Regions from separate parts of the Mus musculus genome. Here region 2 is linked to region 1. The links are chromatin contacts, called in public Hi-C maps. All regions are on one chromosome and are shown on one strand. The core of a region is the stretch at or near the end of the contact, and the rest is flanking DNA. Distances in the headings are between cores, read along the strand shown. Region 1 overlaps Cdk6 (cyclin-dependent kinase 6). Region 2 has its middle 11 kb from the start of Mterf1b.

What was found. Hi-C and Micro-C count contacts between places; a contact is called where the count stands out from the background.
Region 2: a contact with region 1 is called in a Hi-C map of the G1E-ER4 cell line, with 8 times the contacts expected there. The contact joins two enhancer-like sites.

The regions. Positions count from the first base shown.
Region 1 is chr5:3,356,338-3,364,018 of GRCm38.p6, reverse strand. All of the region lies in intron 2 of Cdk6 (cyclin-dependent kinase 6), which reads right to left. Among named protein-coding and RNA genes, the nearest start is that of Cdk6, 16 kb to the right of the region's middle. Within about 2 kb of position 4,723, at least 51 of the 459 cell types and tissues checked have an H3K27ac peak or open chromatin away from gene starts, as enhancers often do. A contact at or near this core is called in the G1E-ER4 cell line, where this site is marked.
Region 2 is chr5:4,177,106-4,184,786 of GRCm38.p6, reverse strand. No RefSeq gene overlaps it. Among named protein-coding and RNA genes, the nearest start is that of Mterf1b, 11 kb to the left of the region's middle. Within about 2 kb of position 2,721, at least 2 of the 459 cell types and tissues checked have an H3K27ac peak or open chromatin away from gene starts, as enhancers often do. A contact at or near this core is called in the G1E-ER4 cell line, where this site is marked.

The sequences.
Region 1 (7,681 bases), core at 3,474-5,973:
CCACAAGCAACCTATTCTTGTGATTCCTGTGCTAAGCACCTGCTGTAGTTAATACTGGAGAGGGCTTTATATGATTGAAACAAAAATCAAAGAACACACCCTTCTTTGAGTCTTGGAATGCAATTTTAAACCTGTCGACTAACACATAATGGCTCTGAAATGTAAACGTCAAAATGGCTTAAGACTTCTAAAGCTTTGTCCTCGTGACGTGTGCAATGTTTTGTTTGTTAAAGGCTAAGGCCATGGCAACAAGCATCGAGTCGGCTGGCTCTCTTGGCCCCGTGAAAGCAAGGCTAAAGAGCAGTGCTTCCTATGCTGGGGGTGTTTTCTGCACACATACCGCCGAGTCTGCAGTAAGAACTAACAGGGGCGAATGCATCAGTGTGGGAACCGCGCAGTAGTACCCTAGACCACAACAGCCATAGGGAAACAGAGGTTATAAAGGAGCCTGAGACAGGAAGACTCACAGGAAGCATCAAGAGGAGGCAGGGCAGACACAGAGAGGAAATCTCAGGGTGACCCCTCAGTACCAGACAGCATGCACTCTCCAGAGATTCCTAGAGTCCCCAGTCTCTGTCCCAGAAGGCTAGAAGGATAAAAGTTCTCACAAGAGGACTCGTTTCTTTGCCATGTGATCCCTCCTTTGGAAGTTATAGTAGGTCTTTATTACTTCTAGTCTTAAATCCACCTGCCAGAGCCTAACGTACACCATTCTCTTCTTGGCTGTGATGCATCTCTTAAATGTCTACCCTTTGGGGCTGTCACATGGCTCAGTGAGTAAATGGTATTTGTGGCCAGTACAATGACCTCATGCCTTCTTACCTCTACAAGTGGTTATTGCACATGTGCTCAGGCGTGAACACACACACACACACACACACACACACACACACACACACACATATTTAAAACCTCTCTTTTGGTGGAGAGAGGGATGTGGAAGGCTACTGCTTCCTGAGCACAAGTTTTAGTCTAGGGTGATGGAAAATTAGAGATGAATAGCAATGTAAAGGGTAAGGGTTAGTGTTGGGTTTGGGGTAAAGGCAAGAGTAAGTGTAAGGGTAGGAGTAGGGTTGGCTGTTGGGCTGGAGGCTGGGTGGGGGTAGGGAAATGGTAGGTTTAGGGGTAAAAATACAATTTGGAGTAAATGTAAGTTAAGGGGTAAGGATAAGGGTAAGGGTAATTCTGAGGGCACAGGTAGGAGGAGAAGGAGGGCTAGGGGTTGTGTAAAGGCAGAATACAATGAGTGACATTCACATACAATGAACTATTTGATGTTGCCGAATGAAAAAGGAAAACCAATCTATCTTTTTAAAAGAAAATTAAAATACAGTGTCTATAGAAGCTTCTAAACTTCAAAATAAAGCAAATCTCAACAGCTGGGAGCCTTCCACTGAAAGTGAATGTATGTGGAAACCATGAACCAAATGCTTCCAACATTCAGCAAAGAATATTGAAGATGCACCTAGAACTATCTAAAATTACAGTAGAACAATTGCAGGCCCCAAAGTACCCTTTGTGGTCACAAGCATCCCTGAGTATCCCGTTAGGAAAACCTGGGGGCAGAGAGACCTGGGGGGGGGGGGTATGAAGGAGGAGCGAAGACTTAGGCTGACTGCCAAGTATGTCTTCATTTAAAGTAGTCAGTTTATATTTTAATAGCTGACAATTGTGTTTGCGGAACCAGATAAGGGGCATGGTAAACCGTGTTTGATAATGTTGGTGATAGAACCAACAGAAACTTAAACATGAGGTACAGAGCAGAAACTGTCAGCATGCTAAGTCCAATGGCTCTGTCAAGCTGCATTTCCCCATCCCAAGGCTAAACGCTGAGTGAACTTCCCTTATGCTTCCCCAAGAGAAACGCGTAAGAAAGAAGACAAGGGCCAGGAGCGCTTGCTTGTTCAAGTGTTGGACACTTAGTTAACCACTTAAGATAAACCACACTGAAGTTCTAAATTATGCGACTTCGGGACCCAATATCATTTTCTTTCTGTGTTATTGTCCCCTTGTGCTTTTAGGTTCCCATTCCTCCTGCTGAGTCCACAAGTTCTTGCCACATTAACTTTGTTTGAATCCATCTATAGCCATTATACATCCAAACACAATGGAATTGTATTTTAAAACTCCAAGAATAATTTGTTCTAATTTTTTCATATTTTTGGTTTTGTCTGTTTCCCTTTTTTAAATCTACTTTCTGATAGGCTTGATTTTTGTTATTTTGGGAGTAGAGAATACGGTTAAGGCCTAGAAGACTTCGAGAAAAGCCTTACACAATTAGCACATGAAAATAAGCAGCTGACCCAAAGGAGGGCTGCAGGGACTCCCCCACATCCCACCCAGAGGCTGGCAGTCCTCCCCTGGAGCAGAACAGAGGCACTGCAGTGTCTGAAGGTGCTCTAGAGCGATTCGTACTACCATAACACGCACTCCAGTGGGGTAGACGCACATACATGTGCATCTGTATGTGAGACCACACTAATGCAGAGTAGAGAAGAACCCAAGCTGCAAGACAAAAGCCTGAATCTTCTGTTCAGCAGGCAGAGCAAACTAATAAACTCTGTCCCTTGAAGTTATCTCTTCCAAATTCACAGACAGTGCTCGATTCTGTTCTGAGACACACCCAGAACCCCTCTAGAGATGTTCACTGAACCTCTAATATGGCTATCCCAACCTCTTAACTTTTCTGTCCACAGGTGGATTCAAACAGTGAGATATTATAATCAAATCATAATTGACTTTGTTTGCCCAAATAGGCATAGCAGCCTTCTTCCACCTACCATGAACAGGCCTGCAGAGAGCCAGGTGAGAGTTTTATGTCTTATGATTCACAGTGGGCACCTCATTAAAACTGCCATTTTACTGGGATTCAAATAAAAATAAGTCTACAAGTATCATCCTCTTCATGGTAAAAACCAATCAGTTAGGAGTTTTGGCCTTAAATTTTATTTTATCTTATTCTAGTTCTTTGATGACTTTTACCTCTTACAGTATCTTTGTTTCTGTGATTAAGATGTTTTCTACTACAGCTCAACAAACAGAAGGCTCACCAAATCAGCATGCCAAAGAAAACTAATCAAAACGTCCATTTTCGGAGTGGCCCAGCCTCAGAAAGCTTGTAGTTTTAGGCACACACTCCTGACTTTCAGATCCCTACAGCAGCCTCTCTGACCGCTCACACGGTGAGACTTTTGTTTTGTATATGTCGCACACTAACCTTATACCCTTTATGTCACTTGTGATGTTTCAGAGAGCCCTATTCGTAAGTTACAATTATCCAAATGATGTACGGCAGCGTCCTGGGTATGTCCAAACCATACAACTCTCAGTACCTTCTAGAACTTGGCTTACATGCTTGACTGTGCAATCAGCAGGTATTCTGATAGAACAAACTAGGGTTATAAGACGTCTGCCTTTACCTCCTGTTATAATAATAATCCATTTCCAGCCAGTATGACCAGTACAATAAATAAAAGTATGTTTCTGAGTGAAAGACATTCAAAGGACTACATATTTACCACATATTTTCAGAATGATTATGTAATGTGATTCTACCTCAATGCTATCTTTTCATTTGAATTCTGTGTGCAAAAAGATGAGGGCTTTTCTGTAGGGGTTTTGCTTTTGCTTATTAGCAAGCAGTTAAAGGGTCAGACATTCTTCCTACTTAGGAAAGATGAAAACATAAATACATTTAATAGTACTCCTGGCTTTTTAAATATGGCCATTGTGATGGCTTATGGCTGGTACTCATTGTCAGCTTGACAGAATTTAGAATCACCTGAGAGATGGGCCTCTGGATATGCCGGTGGGAGAATGCCTTGGTGACACTGGTTGATATGGGGAAGTCCCATCTAAACAGAGGCCTGGCTATTCTCAGTGCATGGGATCCTGGACAGTAGGACGCACAGACAGTAGGAGGAGCACTAGCAAGCTTGCATTTGCTCCTCTGTTTTCTCATTATGGATACGGTGTGAACAACCTCTACAGTTCCTGTCGCCTTGACTTCAGCTCCAAGACGGACTGTATCTTGAACTGCATTCGAGTTCAAACCAACTGATCTGCCCTTCCTTAAGCTGCTTTTGTCGGGGTATTTTATCACAGCCACAGGAAAAGAAAGTGAGATGGCCACAGTTTTGCTATAATATCACTAATTTCTTCATTGTAAACCACTAAGCACTCTCTTTAATAAAAATATGTTTCCGAAGGAACAAAATATCCAGACGCTTAAAATAGTTTTCGTGTATTTTAAACAAATATCAACACAGAGAAACTGTCAGCTATGTTCTGAAACTGATGAAATAACAAACTTGGAAAAACAAACTCAAGGGAACCAGAGTTGGGAAGTTTTCTGTTAAAAACCATCTGTGCTACCATTAACACAGGGTCTAGCAGGTTTTTCTTTCCTCTTCTCTTCTCTTCTCTTCTCTTCTCTTCTCTTCTCTTCTCTTCTCTTCTCTTCTCTTCTCTTCTCTTCTCTTCTCTTCTCTCTTTTCTTTTCTTTTCTTTTTTTTTTTTTTTTTTTTGCCTAGTCTGAAGTACAAAGCTAAGGAGTAAAAGCCGCTGACTTCTCTCACAACAGTGGGCCTAATCTGGACCAGTTGGAAAATGACATGGGATCATGAAGCAGATCCACCATTTCCTCTGCTTGCTGTGTCACTACTTACTGAGCCTTTGATAAAGCTGACGTAGCAAACCCTGTAGATGTTTGAGTTCTGTTTCCTTCCGCTTTTGTCTGTTATTAGTTTGCACAGAAACAATAAAAACCAAGTGAACTAAAAGCAGGGCTGTCCCAAGAGGTAAAGATATATTTACTTAGAGTTCAGGGCCAAGTCTACTTCCTTAAGCTGAGAATTTAAGAACACACAGTATCTGGTGCTGTGCTCAATAGAATAGTTTATCCTAGTACCAAGTAATCAAAAACAGAGAAAAAGAGATGGCACATTTTGTTCTTCTCCTTCTTCTTTTTCTTTTTTAAATTTAAATTTGATTCTGAGAAAGCCTCAGCTTGGACCAAAGTCATCTGATGCCATTAGCCAGCGTGGCTGGAAAGGGAAACCAGGAAGTGCTGACTCATCAAGAGCATATACCACCCAACTGTCAGCACTTCTGATGCCAGACTCAAAGGTGAGCCTCCTTCCTCTACCCTGCCACACTCTTCTGCTTCCCACTTGCTCACCGCACACTACAGAGTGCTGAATACAGGCCCAGCAGATTTGGAGTACCAGTTCCATCCAGAGATGGCCTATACACATCTAGTAAAACAAACTGCCTACAGAATACAGAATACAAAATACATAAAATACAGAATACATAGTCTCCATTTGTACACATAGATACCCAATTATTTTCCATAATCCATACACACACACACACACACAGGAAGTCGATGCCAGTCCATAATCAACAGAATAAATACACTAGGGAGTTCTCAGATCTTCTAGCTTTATAACAGGTCTTCACGTGGGAGATAGCCATTTGGCACAGGGTCTGACACAGTCTGAAGGCTCTGACAAGGAGCCATTCTCTTCCGTGCAAGCTATGACTGTTTATGTGTTAAGAGACCCTGGGTGCAACTGCCAGCACCAAAAATGTATGTCAAAAATAGATGACAAAAATAATTTGTCAAAATTAAATTACTTTACCTCTAGTTTTCAGCAACAGACCATGGAATGACATCTGCCTCAAAAACTTGGTATACCTGTATCAGTGGGCAGTTTATATTCACTTAATTGGCCAAACCTTCAAGAGTCAAATCCAAATGATCCTTAAATGATTAAAATGCTTGCAACATTAGAATAATCGATAGGAAATAATACCCTAGAGTTGCAATTTGTGTTCTAGAAATGTAAATTCTGACTTTACCTGTAAAATGAGAATAATAATCCTAATCTAGCGTGCTTTCTTGTTGCTGTAAGAACAGTACAGTAGTCAAGACAGAAACGAAAGGAGGCATTTAGTAGATGTGTGTATGGAGGATATCTGACTGACTCTGCTTCTCACCATGTAGCCCTGGCTACTTCTGAATTCCAGATCTGCCCCCCCCCCCAACAGTGCTAAAATTGAAGGCTTACATCACTAAACCTGGTGTTCATTATATAGTTGTTGTTAGTAGTAGTAGTATTTTTATTGCACACACACATACACACACACACGCACACGCACACACAAGAGTTTAGCCTACATATATGCATATGCAGCATATGAATGCCAAAATGGTTGTGACTTGGAATTGAACTTAGGTTCTCTGGAAGAGTAGCCAGTGTTCTCAACCACTTGCACAATCGTCTCTCCGGCCCTATTACATAATTTTTGAAAAATAAATTCTGGACGTTAGCCTAGCTCCCGTGTGTTTCATCAAACACACTCACTAATTTTGGTGGATTTGAATCCCTGTTTGTCACTTAGGCTATGAACAACAGAAGAAAACCTGAAATGAGAAAGATTTCACTACTACTGCACTATGCCAAAGTGTAATTCTTCATAAAAGCAATTCCATAAAAGGGAGGGGGGATGCCACCAGAACACTGTGCTAAGAGGAGCAAGCAACAGCCTTGCAACTCATTACTTGCTAAGAATAAAGCCCCTTACTCCAGAAACCTAATGTGTTCTATCATATGACTACAGAAACCTAACATGTATTCTCGAGAGCGAGTAATCTGCAGCTCAGAGAGAGAGAAAAGGCTCCTAATGTATTATAGTCATGTAGAATCAAAATGTGAATCCACACATCTGATCTCCACTCCTAGGCAATCAATAGTAGTCAGTGATGGAATAATAACATTATCTGTTATTGCCAGGGCTTCTTATGTTCTCTCCACACTCACATGTATTAACTGGGACGCCCTTCACAGGAGCATGGCTTTTATAAGAACAAGTCCCTCAGCTTGCCTACAGATACGAACGACTCACTCAATTATTTCCCATCATGCATGCATACATACATATGAAGTTGACCGGCAATCTACAGGATAGATTCTGAACTACTATACTAATGATCCATCACAACATCTAGCTTGAGAACAGGTCTGCAGCTGGGACAGAGGTATCTAGCGCAGGCTGCGGTGAGGGTAAATGTCTTCAGTTTAAGCTACAACCAAACTCTCAACCTAGATCTGTTATTCAAAATTCTTCCAGGCTTCCCCCAACAGTGGCAAAGAAAGCCAATGTGTTTCACAGTAAAAATTGAGATCTGGGATCTCAGTACTATGTAAAAATGGACAGGGTGTCTATCTATAAGGACTCCGAGTACTAAACTGCTTTAGAGTGGCAAGGTATAACTGCCAGAACCCATTGATTTATCAGAATCACCAAGTAAGCCATCGTGCAAAGGAGAAGGAGGTGAGAGAATCAAGGATGCATCAAGCTGGGAGAGGAAGAGAGACAGAATCAATCCTGCAACACTGCTTGTCTCTAAAAACCAAATCGTATCAAGGCTTCCTTCACTCAAGCCGTTGCTCCTGCTCCTCCCAGCCTCTCCTACTTATCTAAGCGCGCCGAGGACATTCCTGACTCTTCCTGCCAAGTTAAAATGAAAACGGTCTCAGTCTAGAAATGATTGAGGTGGTTTTTCTTTAATCAAATTAGAGTGGCCAAATGTTCCTTTCAAAGGTAACTGTCTACCCTGCAGCTGTATGCAAACTACCACATCAAATGTAAGGGGGAAATAGCAATAGAATTC
Region 2 (7,681 bases), core at 1,472-3,971, 820 kb before region 1:
TTTTATGACTTGGAATGAATAGTGTAGACAAGTATAAATATATGCAGCTATTTTGAATATCTTTGGTTTAAATCCCATGCTTCAAAGGGCAGCAATGGGGTGTGGGCTCTGACACCAAAGGTGTGTCATAGGCCTCAGGAAGTGTAAATTTTTGATAATCCCTAGATCAGAAAAACATGTTTTTCTGACAAAAATAGATTTGACGTGTAAAATTTTGTTTTTCTAATAAAATAATGCTAGAAGGTAGACCTTCTTCTTTAAACCAATCTTTTGCTTGAATTCTGTGAGTTTTATAACTTTGAGCACATGTGGCTGATGCTATGTGGCATACAAAGAAGAACGGAAATGGTCTAGTTGTAATATAAAGTAAAATAGTGGAGGGAAGCAAAGGAAAAGTAAAATCAAGTCGAGATCAAAGGTGGGGTAGAAATGTCAATGGAAAAATAGGAGCGTCCAAATCGTTGTGAATATTTTATAGAGAGCTTCCGTGTGAGCTTGATCACCCAAAGGACACACCACAGGGATCAGTGTCCAAAATGAACAACAGCTGCTGGATGTCAACACACAATGTCGCAGTGGGCAGAGAGCATCTCGGGTGAAACATTATGTCTTCAGGTGGTCGCTGGTCCTTTGGGCAAATCTTTGATGAGGAATAAAATCTTTCCCATCCTTAGAGAATCACTAGCACAACCCAGTCGTTTCCTGGTGAGTGTACTTCACAGTGAGTGTGTGAGGAAACGTAATTAGCTAATAGCCATTTACAGAACATCTTCTGGATGTAAGTCACTGTGCTTAGTCATAGAGCTTCCCCAGAAGTTAATAACTGGAGACGACTCTGACTGAGCAAGGCCTTTGGCTCTGCTTGTGTGGGGAGCAACGATGGTGTTTTAGGATGAGGTCTCCTCCAAGATGCCTTCTCTGGCTTCTCTATTTCTGAAGTGTGTCTGCCGTGCTGCTCTGATGAGCCTTTGCTCCATGGTCCACAGTTGGCCCTCCCAGTATTTATCATCTCCTGAAGCTTTATTTGCATTGTTTTCTTTACTCATTATTTGTCTTCCTCATGTGTGATAGATTCTAGAAATTTAGAGACGGTTTTGTTTTCTCCACCACATTATCCTCAATGCCAAGAACAGAACCTGGCACAGTGTGTGGCAGGCACTCAAAAATGCATCCAGTGGTATTCCAGACACAGTATTTAATTAAAGAACTCAAATAAAGAGGGCATATATAATTATGATAAGCAGAAAATGTAGAAGCCACAGAATAGAGAGGGAGACAGATCACAATGCCCACGTTGCTCATGCTATCTTGATTGGTAGGTTGAGAAAACAGCAGGTCTGGACAGTCTCTGGTCCAGCGGAGTGTGTCTGAGGAGCTTGCATGAAAGGCTGGGGCAGGCTGTGTCTGCAGGTGTGTCATGGCAAGGAGCATCATTGAAGCCTGTTGCTTCCTTCTCTCCTCTCCTCTCTCCTCTCCGCAGCCTCTAAGCAGAGTGCTCAGGATTATTGTTCCAGTTTCAGAAACCTGGGCACTGATTACTCTGCCAAAATTACCCCATTTACATATTAAATATATATTATCTGATGATGTACTAATCAGTGGTACTGTCCAACGTTAAAAATGTACCATCTCTAACGGACTGAGAAATGTTTAGCTGGCGATGTAATTTGCGGAGCTCTATGTCCCCTGTTTTTAGGGCAGGTCAACGGTGTCTTTGGGAGCATATGATCTCTCTCACTGTTGATTTGTTACATCAGCTAGAAATAGAGAGCACTAGATACTGAAATTGTTTACCTGTTCATGAAAATAAGACTCAAGAACTTAATAACTGCTTCAAAATGATTGCCATCTTATTAACACAATTATTCTGCAAAATGCATATTGAGCTCTCTTCCTCCCATTAATATAGTGAGCCCATTTCTCTATTATGAGGGGTCATTTATGTTCAACAGATTAAATTCCTACTGTGTTACTATTCCTGAGGAAAGAAAATTGAGATAGACAAACACTCCTACTATAAGGAGCTCTAGGTACAGAGGGTGAGACTAACCTGAACCAGAACCCTGTGAGCAAGAACAGGGGTGAAGCTTAGAAGAGGGTCTGTTAAGCCTTAGATAAGTAAAGGGAATGATGAAATTAGGGACCAACCCACACTAAGGCTCTCTGCCTTTGGGGAAACAGTTGGCCTGTTAAATCTCTCCTGAGTCTGAGGTCATAGAGACATGAGATGCAGGTACCACTGAGACGCAAAGCCTGGCAGGCTGTGGTTGGTCCTAGAGAACACGTGAGTTCGTTCTTTTAACAATTTTTAGTTATTATTCTTTTTCTTGTATGTGCATGATATGTGTGTGTTAGAACATGAGACATAGTGTGCTCATGCAGGCCAGAGGACAACTCTGTGGGGTTGGTTCTCGCTTTCCACCTTTCCATGGGTTCTCAGGTCACCAGACTTGTAAATCAAGGGTCTTTACTTCCTGAGCCATTTCTCCAGTTCTCAAGCTTAAGTTCTTAATCCAAGCATTAAGAGTGTGGAAGAACATGTGGCTTTAGCATGGGGAGTCTCCTTAGGCATGGAACTAGCCTATAGTTTACATAAAACTAAATTTATTCTATTTGAATAACTATTCCTTAATTGAAGACCGTGTCTGGGCTGATGCTAAGCTGTTTCTTTTGCAAAATGGTATTCATGAGTGGTTATCAGTTTGCTTTGGCAGACATAACTACTTGGGATCAGCAGATGCCATAGAAAAAATGAAATATAAAAATAAGAGAAATGAAATAATATATGAAGAAAAATCTGTAGAAATTCATATCATGGGGTAGAAATATATATGTGTTGATCCTTTGAGATGGAGATATCGTTACCAGTTCAAGTGTTCAACATGCCTTAAATTAGATACAGAAACCACTTTCTTCTATCTGGAGTAACCAGTATTTGATACCAGTTTGTCTTATGGCTGTAAAAAAAAAGTGATCACATAAACATATCAGTAGCAGTGACAGTAGTGACAGAAGATACTGTCATAGTTTGGTGTAAGAACACTTCCGGTGGAGAGAGGTGTGAGCCTTGCGATAAAGAGGCGGGTGGCTAAAGCTGGATCTGGGTGCTTATCCCTGGCCTCAGACCTTCAGAGTCCTGAGGAATCACTCAGTCACTTAGCAGTTCTGAGTGAGCTCCAGGAAACGGAGGAAAGAAGGTGTCTCAAAGGCTCCTTCTCCAAGAGTTTACAGTCTAGTGAGTTACAAGACATTTGGAAACAATTGACATGATGCAGGCATGGGAAGACAGAGACTTACATCCTACCTATGAGCGTTGAGAAAAAATGCTGACCTGCACCGTGTGGTCAGTGAGTACTTTCAGAGGAGAATGCAGGCTGGGCCTCCTGAGCAGGACTGTTCATAGTAAAGTCAGAGGCTGAGAGTTGGGAAGTGGATAGAAGACCTGTGTCCATCAAAGATCAAGTGGTTCACTGTGGCTGGAAGATGGGCCCCTGGGTAATGTGGGATGTTACAGAATGCAATGGTAAATAGACAGTGACTATGTCACAGGTTGACTCTTGTGTCTCAAGAACAAATTTGATTTTATCCTTTATGTGAGAACTCTTGGACCAAATAGAATTTTAGAGTTATTTTTTTAATCACACTTATTTATTTGTTTTGCATGCCTATATGGTTCTGGGTGCGTGGGGTGCTGTGGATACCTATGGGGAGGCTGTTCTCTTCCTTTACCCTGTGCATTCTGAGCATGAAAGCAGGTCACCAGGTATCGTGAGACGATCTCTCGAAAACATGATTTATTCTCTGAATAAGATCAGAAAAATGTCCCAGGACCCAACAGAGAAGAGAATAGCCAAATTATCCAACAAAGGTGAGATAGAACCTGTAGAGACCATATCCAGTGGATAGGCACTGCCCCTGGATGAAGGATTGGGCCACCCACCACCTCAAAAATAATAATCCAGAATTCCTCCTGTCAAAAGGAAATACAGGGACAAAGAATGGAGCAGAGACTAAAGGAAAGGCCATTCAGAGACTGCCCCACCTAGGGATCCACCCATCTGCAGACACCAAACACAGCCACAATTGCTGATGCCAACAAGAGCGTGCTGACAGGACCCTAGTATAGCTGTCTCCTGAGAGGCTCTGCCAGAGCCTGACAAATACAGATGTGGATGCTCACAGCCAAACATGAAACTGAGTGCAGAGACCCCAATGGAAGAGTTAGGGGAAGGACTGGAGGAGCTGAAGGGGTTTGCAACCCCATAGGAAGAACAACAATATCAACCAACCAGACCTCCCCAAACCCCCTGGGACTAAACCACCAACCACAGAGTACACATGGGGGGACCCATGGCTCCAGCTGAATATGCAGCAGCAAATGGCCTAATCTGGCATCAGTGGGAGGGGAGCCCCTGGGCCTGTGGAGTCTCACTGACCCAATATAGGGGAACTCAGGGCACTGAGGCAGGAGTGAGTGGGTGGATGGATGGGGGAGCACCCTCACAGAAGCAGGGTGAGGGGGAATAGGGAGGGAGTTTCTGGAGGGGAAAGTGGGAAGTGTGATAACATTTGAAGTGTAAATAAATAAAATAACCAATAAAAATGTGGAAAATTTTTAAAAAAGAAAAATATCAGTAAAATATGTTTCAGTTCATTCATTTGTTGTATATGTCTCAGGTTCCCATCTTTAAGACTGTGTGCTTCCTCTTCTGGGGTGTCTTCTATGTTTCTGTAAACTTGAGTTAAGAACCCCTCTCAATTACCCACCAGCCCAAAGGAATCAGCACACTCACCCAGCCTTTTTCATCTCAGAAATATAGAGGTTGGAAGAGAGTTTACAGAATGCAAGTTCTGGAGTCAGAATACATGGCTTTTAACTGGAACCTAACTACCATGTTTCCATTTGTAAAGAAGCTAATGCTAGTCGCCGATACAAGCTTAACCGAGTGGTAAATGATGTGTTAGCTTTTTGTCATATGATGACATACCTTAGGAAGACAACACAGCAAGGAAACTTATCTTCCTTCCTTGTTTCAGTCCAGTCACTCGGTCCCATTGTTTGTGGACCGGTGGTGAGAAAGAGGCAGAAGTCTCATGACGGAGAATGCAAAGCAGAACGGTGTTTTACAGCATGGTAACCAGGAGCAGAGAGAGGGAGGACAAACCTGTGCCAGTGGAACGACTGCTTCTTCTGCTTCTATCTGTTCTCTAAGCCAATGGATGGTGCTAGGTTTGTGGGCAGAACCTCATGTGAGAGAGCCGATGTACTTCCTCAAACTCATTTAAAGACAATGGTGCCCTTTGAAAGTGGACCTAACAGGAAGAAGTAGATCACTAAAGGTATCCTTAGACAGTTGCACCAGCCCAGGTTCTAGGATCACTCTCTGCCTCCTGGTTGGCCAGGATACAAGGTATTTCTCCTATGTGCTGTGTCTCCGTGAACAATTCCATTGCTTCCCAGCTATGGTGGACTGCATTCCCTTTGAAACTGTAATGCTTATTCTTCCTTTGTTTCAGTTGAATATTCATCGCAATGACACCGAAAGGAACTGATACAATCGCAGTCTTGGCTTTTAGTGATCATTATAGCTCCCAATCCTGTCAACACCTGTGATACTTTCTTAGACTCTGCCCACTGGTTCCTTCTGCTGCACTAGCTGAATTGTTCTTGCTGTTCTCCAATTGCAGTACAATAAATGCGACTGTAGACAGGACCTGCTTCATACACCTCAGAGCAGTGATTTTGTGACCTTGGGAGATTTGGCAAAGTCTGTAGATGTTTCTGGGCATTGAAAATGGGTCACAGGAAGGGATGCTGGCTTCAAACAGTATAAGTCAAATGTCTATGAAAAGTCTTTTTTTTTTTTATTGGTTATCCCTATTCCCAGTTTCCCCTCCACAAACCCTCTATCCCCTCCCCCTCCCCCTGCCTCTATGAGGGTGCTCCACCACCTGCTCACCCACTCATGGCTCAGGACCCTAGCACTCCCCTACCCTGAGTCATTGAGCCTCCACAGGAACGAGGGTCTCCCCTCCTAGTGATGCCTGACAAGGCCATCCTCTGCTATATATCCAGCTGGAGCCATGGGTCCCTCCATGGGTACTCTTTGGTTGGTGGTTTATTCCCTGGGAGCTCTGGGAGGTCGGGTTGGTAGCTTTGTTGTTCTTCCTATGGGGTTCCAAACCCCTTCAGCTTCTTCAGTCCTTGCCCTACTTTCTCCATTGGGGTCCCAGGCAAACAGGACAGTTTCCACCCCAAAGAAATATCCAGCGCCAGATGTCACCGTTGTTGAAACAGACAACCCCCATCCAGAGGTATTTGTCTTAGTTTGCAGCTAAGGCAAATCAAAAACAATAAGATTAGTTAAAATTAAAATGAATTGTAATCAATAGTGAAGAACAGCAAAATATTCTGAAGATGATAAATAGCAAACAAACATGCATTGACAGCAAAAAGAATTGTACTAATTTTCACTTAAAACATTATACTTAATATATTTCCCCCAATAGCTCTGTGACTTTAATAGTAGCGATATTTTGAATAACAAAGAAAAGAGGCAAGGAGAATATGATGACTCTTAGAGACACGATACAGAGATTTGTGGAGTTCCCCCAATCCCTCCTCCCTGAAAACAACAGCTGCTTCCCTGCACCCTGAAAAAACTACCCAGGACAATTCACACAGCTTAACTGGAGCTCTAATGGCAGAAAATAAGGGCAGGAACCAAAGCCGCTGTCACAAAGAAATAACTCTCTCCATTCTCTATTTGGTATTTAAAAATAGGAGAGAAAGTGCATGGCTTGAATCTGAGATAATGCTCGACTCTTTGTGAAGGCTCTCCCAGAGTGTCGCCTTCGAAACAAATTGGCCCTCGCCTACAAAGGTTTCTTTTTTTGTATTCTTGAAAACTCATTCTTAATGGCTTGCGTAGCATCAGTTATGCCCCTGAGCTGTAATGAAACTCTCTGCAAGTCAGAAATGCATCTCACCAGAGAGGAAAGTGCCTGAGCATTAATAGGTTTTAATCCGAGGTAAGCAAACCCACTGAGCTGCCACCATGTGCTTTTAAAAATCTAAATGTCATGAAATTTTCATCTGTTTTCCCTGCAAATCAGTGTGGGTCCAGAGACAGCCAAGGAAGGATCAGAAAGGGAAATCTCAAGTGCACACAACTGCCCAGGAGCACACCTTGAGGAGTTTACAAGCACCATCCAGGCAGAACCAAGTAATAATTGATGGGGCCCAGGGGAACCTGGCGGCTGTGGCAAGCAAACGTGTGAAAATCCAGTGCAGCCGACTTTGTCTTGCCCTGTATTTGATCGCATCTTCATATATGGGGTGAAGAAGGGGCTGCTGAACCTGAAATTCTCTGCTAGATGGTCTCACAGGGTTCACTGAAGCACAGTGGCAATGAATGCGCTGCCTGCTTCTTGCAGTGATCATAGAGTTCCCAGACTCAGCTGCTAAACACCTGAGAGTGCGGTTTGCACAATGCATCAGTAGCTTTTGAGGCAAAACAAATCACTTTTCAACTAGGGAGACTGTGTGTATATTGGAGTGTAGGGTTTGTCAGTATTTTCTTCCTTTCACAGGTGGATAACAGTAACATATCCATCTAGACTCAGGGACTCCTCCTTAGGGCTTTGGGGCCAAGGCTACTGGTCCCATTTTCAAGTGTCT